Regions from separate parts of the Zea mays genome. Here region 2 is linked to region 1. Evidence: chromatin contacts called from public Hi-C data. All regions are on one chromosome and are shown on one strand. The core of a region is the stretch at or near the end of the contact, and the rest is flanking DNA. Distances in the headings are between cores, read along the strand shown. Region 1 holds the start of LOC100284952 (calcineurin B-like protein 9). Region 2 holds the start of LOC103638919 (protein ARABIDILLO 1).

What was found. A called contact is a pair of places that touch in the nucleus more often than the background predicts.
Region 2: a contact with region 1 is called in a Hi-C map of leaf, with 5 times the contacts expected there. The contact joins the promoter of LOC103638919 here to the promoter of LOC100284952 in region 1. A contact is called at or near these places in 3 of 25 Hi-C or Micro-C datasets (ear, leaf and tassel).

The regions. Positions count from the first base shown.
Region 1 is chr9:119,602,977-119,606,657 of Zm-B73-REFERENCE-NAM-5.0, reverse strand. LOC100284952 (calcineurin B-like protein 9) reads left to right here and starts at 1,715. Exons shown (of 8, transcript NM_001157847.2): 1 at 1,715-2,440; 2 at 2,722-2,804. The coding sequence starts at 2,362.
Region 2 is chr9:119,897,295-119,900,975 of Zm-B73-REFERENCE-NAM-5.0, reverse strand. LOC103638919 (protein ARABIDILLO 1) reads right to left here and starts at 1,889. Exons shown (of 13, transcript XR_004852737.1): 1 at 127-1,889; 2 at 1-38.

The DNA.
Region 1 (3,681 bases), core at 466-2,965:
GTATCTAGATTTAGAGAACCGTGATAGAGACGTTTTTTCACCAAAATACGTCTCTTGTGTTTCTTTTTTTACACTTGCCCACTTGATACCTCTAAGATAAGGGTCATTTAAATGAGTTATACATGCCCTAACTATTATGTAGACTCAGCTAATAGTATCACTAATAAAAGGTGAATAGCATGTTTCCTTTAACTAAACTCTAACAATATATTACTACAACTAGGCCTAGAAAAAAAGCTCGAGCTCGACGAGTCATCTCGGCTCAGAGCAGCTCGACACTAAGAACGAGCCTAAGCTGAGCCTATTTTGTAGCTCGGGAAAAGAGCGAGCCAGCTTGTGGCTCGATCTAACAACAATTTGTTATATAAAATCCTAAATATCATATAATATCAGTACCAAATATATGAGTACCAAATATATAATTAGATTGTGTTATTAGAAATTACTGTATAAATTTAATCTATTTTCTAAATTATATTAGTAACATATTTATTTTACAAATTTAAAATAGGTTACTTAAATTAGTTTTAAGATTCTATATTATAATTTATATTACGAGTTAAGGCTTTTGGTCAGACTCACGAGCTAGCTGTGAGCCGAGCTAAGTCTACTTTTTAAGCTCACCGGAGAAATGAGTCCAGTCACTCGACTCGTTAAGCTCGTTACTTGACCAAGCTAAGTTTAATTTAGCTCGACTCGTTTCCACTCCGTTACTATAACGTTTCATAGATGATTTTTTTGCTCCTCTGCTGAAGCTCAAAACTCTTGCATTTCCGTTTTGGCGGATGAAAACGGGGTGACCTCGTGTCGAAAGAACTGGAAGCTAACAATTAGTTAATTAAACCGTGTCCAGCAGTCTATCTATAATTTATCTAGAAAATTGTTTTTACATTATCTGCATTATCCGTAGAGTGAAATTTAAATATAGTAAGAGGTGTTTGGTTTGAGGAATCACTCAATCCAAAATGCGGTGGACATCATGGGTTCATTCCTCAAATTTGGTGGGATAACCTCATTCCTCATATTAGTATTAACTAACTAACTATAAGGAATGAAGTGATGATAGATCAACTCATTAGAGCATCTCCAACAACGTGACCTATAAAAATGCCTTATAATTTAAAAATAAGTAAATTTTATAGAATTTAGGGCACCAACAAAACACTCTGCTCCAACAGTAAAGCCTCAAATCTAGATTATAGGGCAGCCCACTATGATGTAGTATATTTGAGGCACTTGAGAGGGTGCCCTATAGTTTTTTGACAAAATTTGTTTAATTGAGGTACTGTTGGAGTGATTTTTTCTGTGTAGAGTCCTATATTTCGATTTGAGGCATTAGTTTGAGGCATTGTTGGAGATGCTCTTACATTCCACAAACCAAACAAAAAAAAAGGAGAAGATGATGGATTAGCTTATTCCTCAAACCAAACCAAACAGGCTATAAAAGAATGGATAAGATGCGGAAGATAGTTTAGACATTTAAATCAAAACATGTTATAATTCAGAATGTTCTATAAACAACGCATGGTCTCGCGAACTCCGTCTCCGGAGACTGGAGCTAATCAGAATAATCGACCAGAATCTGAGGCGCCGTCGCCGTCGCCGCCCGCCGGCTGCGGCAGTTGGCTCCGCGACTGTAATCTTCCAGGTTGGTGCGTACGCCACCACCTCCCGTAGTGCCGTTATATTCTGGGCATGTCGAGCGTGGCTGGGAATAGCCGCACGGTGCGCTGTCGCGTGCCGAATCGCTTGTGCCGTCGTGCGGTTTCGTCTCATCTCCCTTTTTCGCCGCACGCCTTGGCCCTTTTCCAGTAGAAGAAGCGTCGAAGGGGACGCGCACATGCGCCGGCGTGGCAGAGACTGACCCGGCCCCAAGGCCGATCAGGGGAAGGGCGGCCGCCCCTGCCTCCCGGGGCCAGGGGGCTGAGCTCCCCGCCTCGTCTCGGCCTGGCCTGGTTCGCCCTCGCTCCGACGCGTGGTGGACGCAACCAGTGCGCGACGCCCCCGGCTCCTGGTCCGTTCCGCAGTTCCGCACCCCGCTTCGACCAACCAATCGCCGCCGCGTCGCGTCGCGTCGCCTCCTTTTTTTTCCCCGCCCTCCCGGACGGCGGCCTCGTTCGCCAGAAGAAACCCAGGCTGCAGCCGAAATCCTCAAGTCTCCGTCGTCTGACCCCACCTCGACGGCCCAGATCCACTCGCCCTCGCCGCCCTCGTGCCCCTCAGTCCCTCACTCCCTCGCCTCCTCAGCGGCGAAGACAGCTGCGAACGGGGCCATTTTTAGGCGGGAGCGCGGGCGGCGGTGCTAGCAGATTGGTTGGTTTGAGTGGTTGGGCCGGCTCTTCGAAACGCCCCGCGGCGGCGATGGGATGCTTCCATTCCACGGCCAAGCGGCAGCATCCTGGCTACGAGGACCCCGTGGACCTCGCCTCCCAGACCTCCTGTGAGTTCGCCGATCCCATCTCTTGCCCTACGCGTACGAGCTACTCGCGTGAGTTCGAGTTTTTTTTTTCTTATTTAGTTTTCAATGATTGCCGTGGTTGGAATGGAATTGGAGAACGGAGATGCCAGATGTTTCGTCTAGATATCGGTGTCGTTTACTAGGATATCTTAGATATCTGTAGGAGCACTGGATGCATGCTGCATGATCCTTGCGTTTTCGGTAATTTCTAAATTGCCCTCTCTATATCTTGCTGAGTACGTGCTTTTCTTTTGCTTATGTAGTCAGTGTTAGTGAGGTTGAGGCTCTATTCGAGCTGTTCAAGAGCATAAGTGGTTCAGTGATTGACGATGGCCTGATCAACAAGGTATATTCTATTAGTCATCTCTGTATTCCTTGCTATATTGTCAGTTTTGTGTATGAACATCAAATATGCTCACTAGCCATGTTGTAGTTAGCCCTCATTGCTGATTGTACGACTGGAAAGTGAAGCTTGCTATCCTACGTTTTGTATTTTTACTTTCCTCAGCTGCAGAAATTATGTGGCACTGCCATTTTTATGTCCTTTTCGTAGTTGTAGCTTGTAGGCACCAAGATTTACGTTCAAATGTTTGTTTTCATTCTGTTCATGGTTGTTCCTTACCAAATGTTCCTTATTTACAATACAACCCTATGGTACATGAAGTGCTCTAGTTTGTATGTTAAATGATCTCTCTTCTATTTTTTTTAATTAATGATACAATAGTCGAAACATACTCATAAATTATCCATCTAGATTGGAGCGAGGTGCCATATCAGGTTATGGGCTGTCATGTGGGACCACCGGTATACCCACCTGACCCATGCCAGGGACACGCAGTGCACGCAGGAAGTGCCGTAAGCTAATGGTCACCACAACGAGAAAACCATCGTGCCTCGATTTGAGGAGCTTTTCCATCTATGTTTGTTAGAAGGCAAGGCATAGTGCCTATTTATCTTTTGTATTCGAACACTTGGCAATTAAGCAATAGCAGATTACTTCCCCAATATCCCTTCTTCCTAATGTCACCTCTTTCATCACAGGGCTTCTGGGAAACAATCCCCATGCCATTACAGACTGAGATTACGAACTCCGTGGCCAGGGTCCAGCTACCATGAACCCCGATGCCCTTTACATGGGCGTACAACAATGAAATACCTGTCCAAAATACTCATAAGTTATCTGTCTAGATTGGAGTGAGATGCCATCTCAGATTATGGGCGTA
Region 2 (3,681 bases), core at 640-3,139, 290 kb before region 1:
TTGGCAACCTTGGTATTCACTGACAAGTTGGCAATAGCCTTCATGGTGGCATTAACTAATGTGAGAAGATGGTAAATGCAAGCAAGAACACTAAAAAATAACAGGCAGAGAGAAACAACTAATTACTTTTGCTGCTTCAGACTGTGCGCTCTCCCTTGAGCACCTTGCAAGGTCCAGCAACATTCGGATGCCCCCATTCTGCATCACCGCCTCCGACCTTGCAGGATCCACATTTGCAGTCTCGTCATCCATAACTACAAACGTAGCAAGTGCAGTGGCTGCCCGCTCCTGCACATCCTCCTGCAAACTCTTCAATAGTCTAAGCAGCAGTGTGGTGCCCTTCTGCAGCCAAAAACCATCCATGCCTTGTGGGTTGGACTCTGCAATTCGGAGAAGTGACTGTGACAGGATCCACTCGAGCCATGTTGTTATATCACCAGCTATCTTGTCTTTGTGACTCCAGTTACACTGATGGAAAACCCCGTGCTCTTTAGCATCCACAATTGGAAACATGGTCTCAAAAGATCTAAAGATGTCACTGTTAATCGTTAGCACGACCTTGCCCTTAGAGTTACTAAAAACAGCAGGATTATGAAGCTGTTCCTCCTCAACAGAAATACAGTTCAGCGTGCATATAAGCTTGAGGGTTTTGGCATGGGAAATGAGCCGTGAAACAGCACTTGGTGAAACATCCGTGCGGGAGACGTCAAGGGCAATAAGGGAGGAAAGCTGAGTCCAGGAGGTGGATGCAGTAGCCCATTTCAGGTTCCGGCATCCTGCTACAGAGAGGAAGCGGAGAGAGTGGATACCAGCAAGAGCGGTCTCATCCACGGTGCCGCAATCGAGGAAAGCCACGTCCTCGAGGAGGGGGCAGCAGCGGGCGAGCGCTCCGACGGCATCCGCGTCAGCTTCACGGAGACCCGAGAGGCGCAGGCGGCGGAGTTGGGAGCAACAAAGAGCGACGTGGCGGAGGGCGTCACTGGATATGCGCTCGAGAGGATCGGGCCCGATCTGGAGGCTCTGGAGGTCCTCATGCCGCGCGGCGAGGACAGCGAGCGTGGCATCCGTGAGGCCGCGGCAGCCATCGGCCACCACCTCGCGGAGACCATGCGCGCAGAGGGCCGGGACGGCCTCTGCTGCCTCGTGGCCGCGCAGGCGTAACCGACGAAGGCTCCCGCACCGCGAGGCAAGCGATGACGCCACCTCCCGGTCGTAGCGGTGTGCACGGAGGTCGAGCGTGCTCCACAGGCAGGATGACGAGCCCAGCGCTCGCCAAGCCCGGCACGCTGAGGCCATGCTGGCGCGGTCGCGGTAGTTCAGCCGCGCGAAAAGCTGCAGCACCGTGTCGTCCGGCAGCGCCCTCCAGTCCACCTCCACCGCTGCCGCATCGTCCTCGCCTTCCGGCCTCGCCGAAACAACACACCACGCGCCCCGCACCACCCTACCCTCCCGTTCCCTGCACGTCCGCCGCCGCACCCGGCGCGTCATCCCGAAAGCCCAAACCAAAACCCTAGCTCCCCCCCCCCCCCCGCCGGCGACTCCACGCCACCACACGCACCAAAATCAAGCACGCACACAAATCCACAAAACGGCAGGTAGTTAGCCGGCTCCCGCCGCGAGATCGACAGGCCACCACCCTACCGCCGCGTTATCGGGCGGGGGCAGTGGGAAAGCTGCAACCGATCCAGGGGTTTCGAGCTCGGCGCCGCAATGCGACGCAAGCGGAGGATGCCGGTGGCCTCGATCCGTTCCGCGGGCCGGTGGATCCGACCGGGTCTGCGTGCTTCCGAAATTTCACTCTGTGTAGTTTTTCTGTGTAGTTTACACTAAAAACAGTGTTTTTGTTAAACTTTGGATAAACTGATCCAGACGACTTATTAAATTGTTTGATTAATCTTGAGTGGATTTAAATATAAATTAAATTAATTTACACTTTAATCCATCTCAATAATACATCTCAATAATACGTATGGATTAAGAGCATCTCCAAGAGACTCTTCATTTTTTTTCTCTATTTGACTATCTATTTACGTTTTTATAAAGATTACATTATATATATAACATCTCAGTTCAACAGACTATCTATCTAGTTTGGCTAGTCTGGTGGCTAGCCAAATTTAGCTAGTGAGATAGCCAATTTAAAGAGTTAGATAGCTTGCGAGTCATATAGCTAGTCTTTTGGAGATTTATTTTACTATTGAGTAGCCAAAATTTAGCTTAGCAACTTATTTAGCTAGTCTCTTGGAGATGCTCTAAGGTGACACCTCCTTAATTATTTTTAGTCTCTAAAATACCATAGTGACTAAAATAGGTCTTCCAAATAAAATTTCTAGTGACTAAAACTTAGTCACTAAAGTTTAAAGTTTAAGAGGATGACTAAACAAACCAAACAAAAATGAAGAGTCATGCATGTATGTATTTTTTTATTGTTTGTCTTGGTAGATCCAACAAAATTCTCCACTTCATCTTCAAAACACCAAATGTGCATTCGTTCGATCATATTACATCAAGATTTTAAAGTCATCCGACTAATCGTGATTAGTCATGATTAGTCGGCCTTATCGCTAAAGCTAGCTCGATTAGGGTCTCTGACTCAACTAGAGTGACTAGGAAGAGATTAGTCGTCCTAGTCACCGACTAATCACGATTAGTCGTCTGACTAGGGGTTATAGTCTACTAGTTATGCCTGCTTTGGGTCACTAATCCGGTCTCTATTACATGGACGGCTCACCATTTGTACAGCACAAACACTATTTTGTCCTACCTATACCAATACGGTATATGCATTATTGAAAGGGAAATGTGTCTTTAGGCCATTTCTATAATGTTTTGGTGATTAAATGTCCAACACGATTGATTAAGTTCTTATGTGCTAAACAAAGAGAGAAATACAAATCATATTACAATGTATGGTTCTAGACTTAGTACATTGTTTTTGAATACTAATGTGTTTGTATAAGTGCTAGAAACAGTGACAAAAGAAGGAGAAAAGAAATGGGAAATAGTTGGTTGTGTACAGCTAACTCCAGCTCGGCCTGGCACACCGGACTGTCCGGTGGCGCACCGGACAGTGTCCGGTGCCCCAGGCTGGCCGACGTTGAACCGGCTCCTCTCGTGAATCGACGGAGTTGTACGACTATAAATCACCGGACTGTCCGGTGAGTCATCCGCGACGAACTCGTCGGTCTCGGAAAATGAAAAAGGTGACGTGGCTAAAATTCACCGGACTGTCCGGTGAGCCAACGGCGCTCGCGGCCAATGGTCGGCTGCGCAATCTGCGGGCGACGTGTGTCTCGCTCCAACGGTCGGTTGGGCACACCGGACTGTCTGGTGTGCACCGGACAGTGTCCGGTGCGCCAACGGGTCCGGAGGAGCAACGGTCGGATGCGCCCGATATAGAAGGAGATCGTGCACCGGACATGAACAGTGGTTGTCTGGTGGTGCACCGGACTGTCCGGTGCACCACTCGACAGAAGGCAAGAAATGCCTTCCAAATTGATCTCCAACGGCTCCTAGCTGCCTTGGGGCTATAAAAGGGACCCCTAGGCGCATGGAGGAGCACACCAAGCATTCTCTAAGCATACTAAGGCATCCAGGCTCCGCTCCCACGCATTTGATTCATTGTGTTAGAGATTTGAGCTCCATTCGAGTTGAGAACTCCCTGTGTTGTCCTTTGAGCTC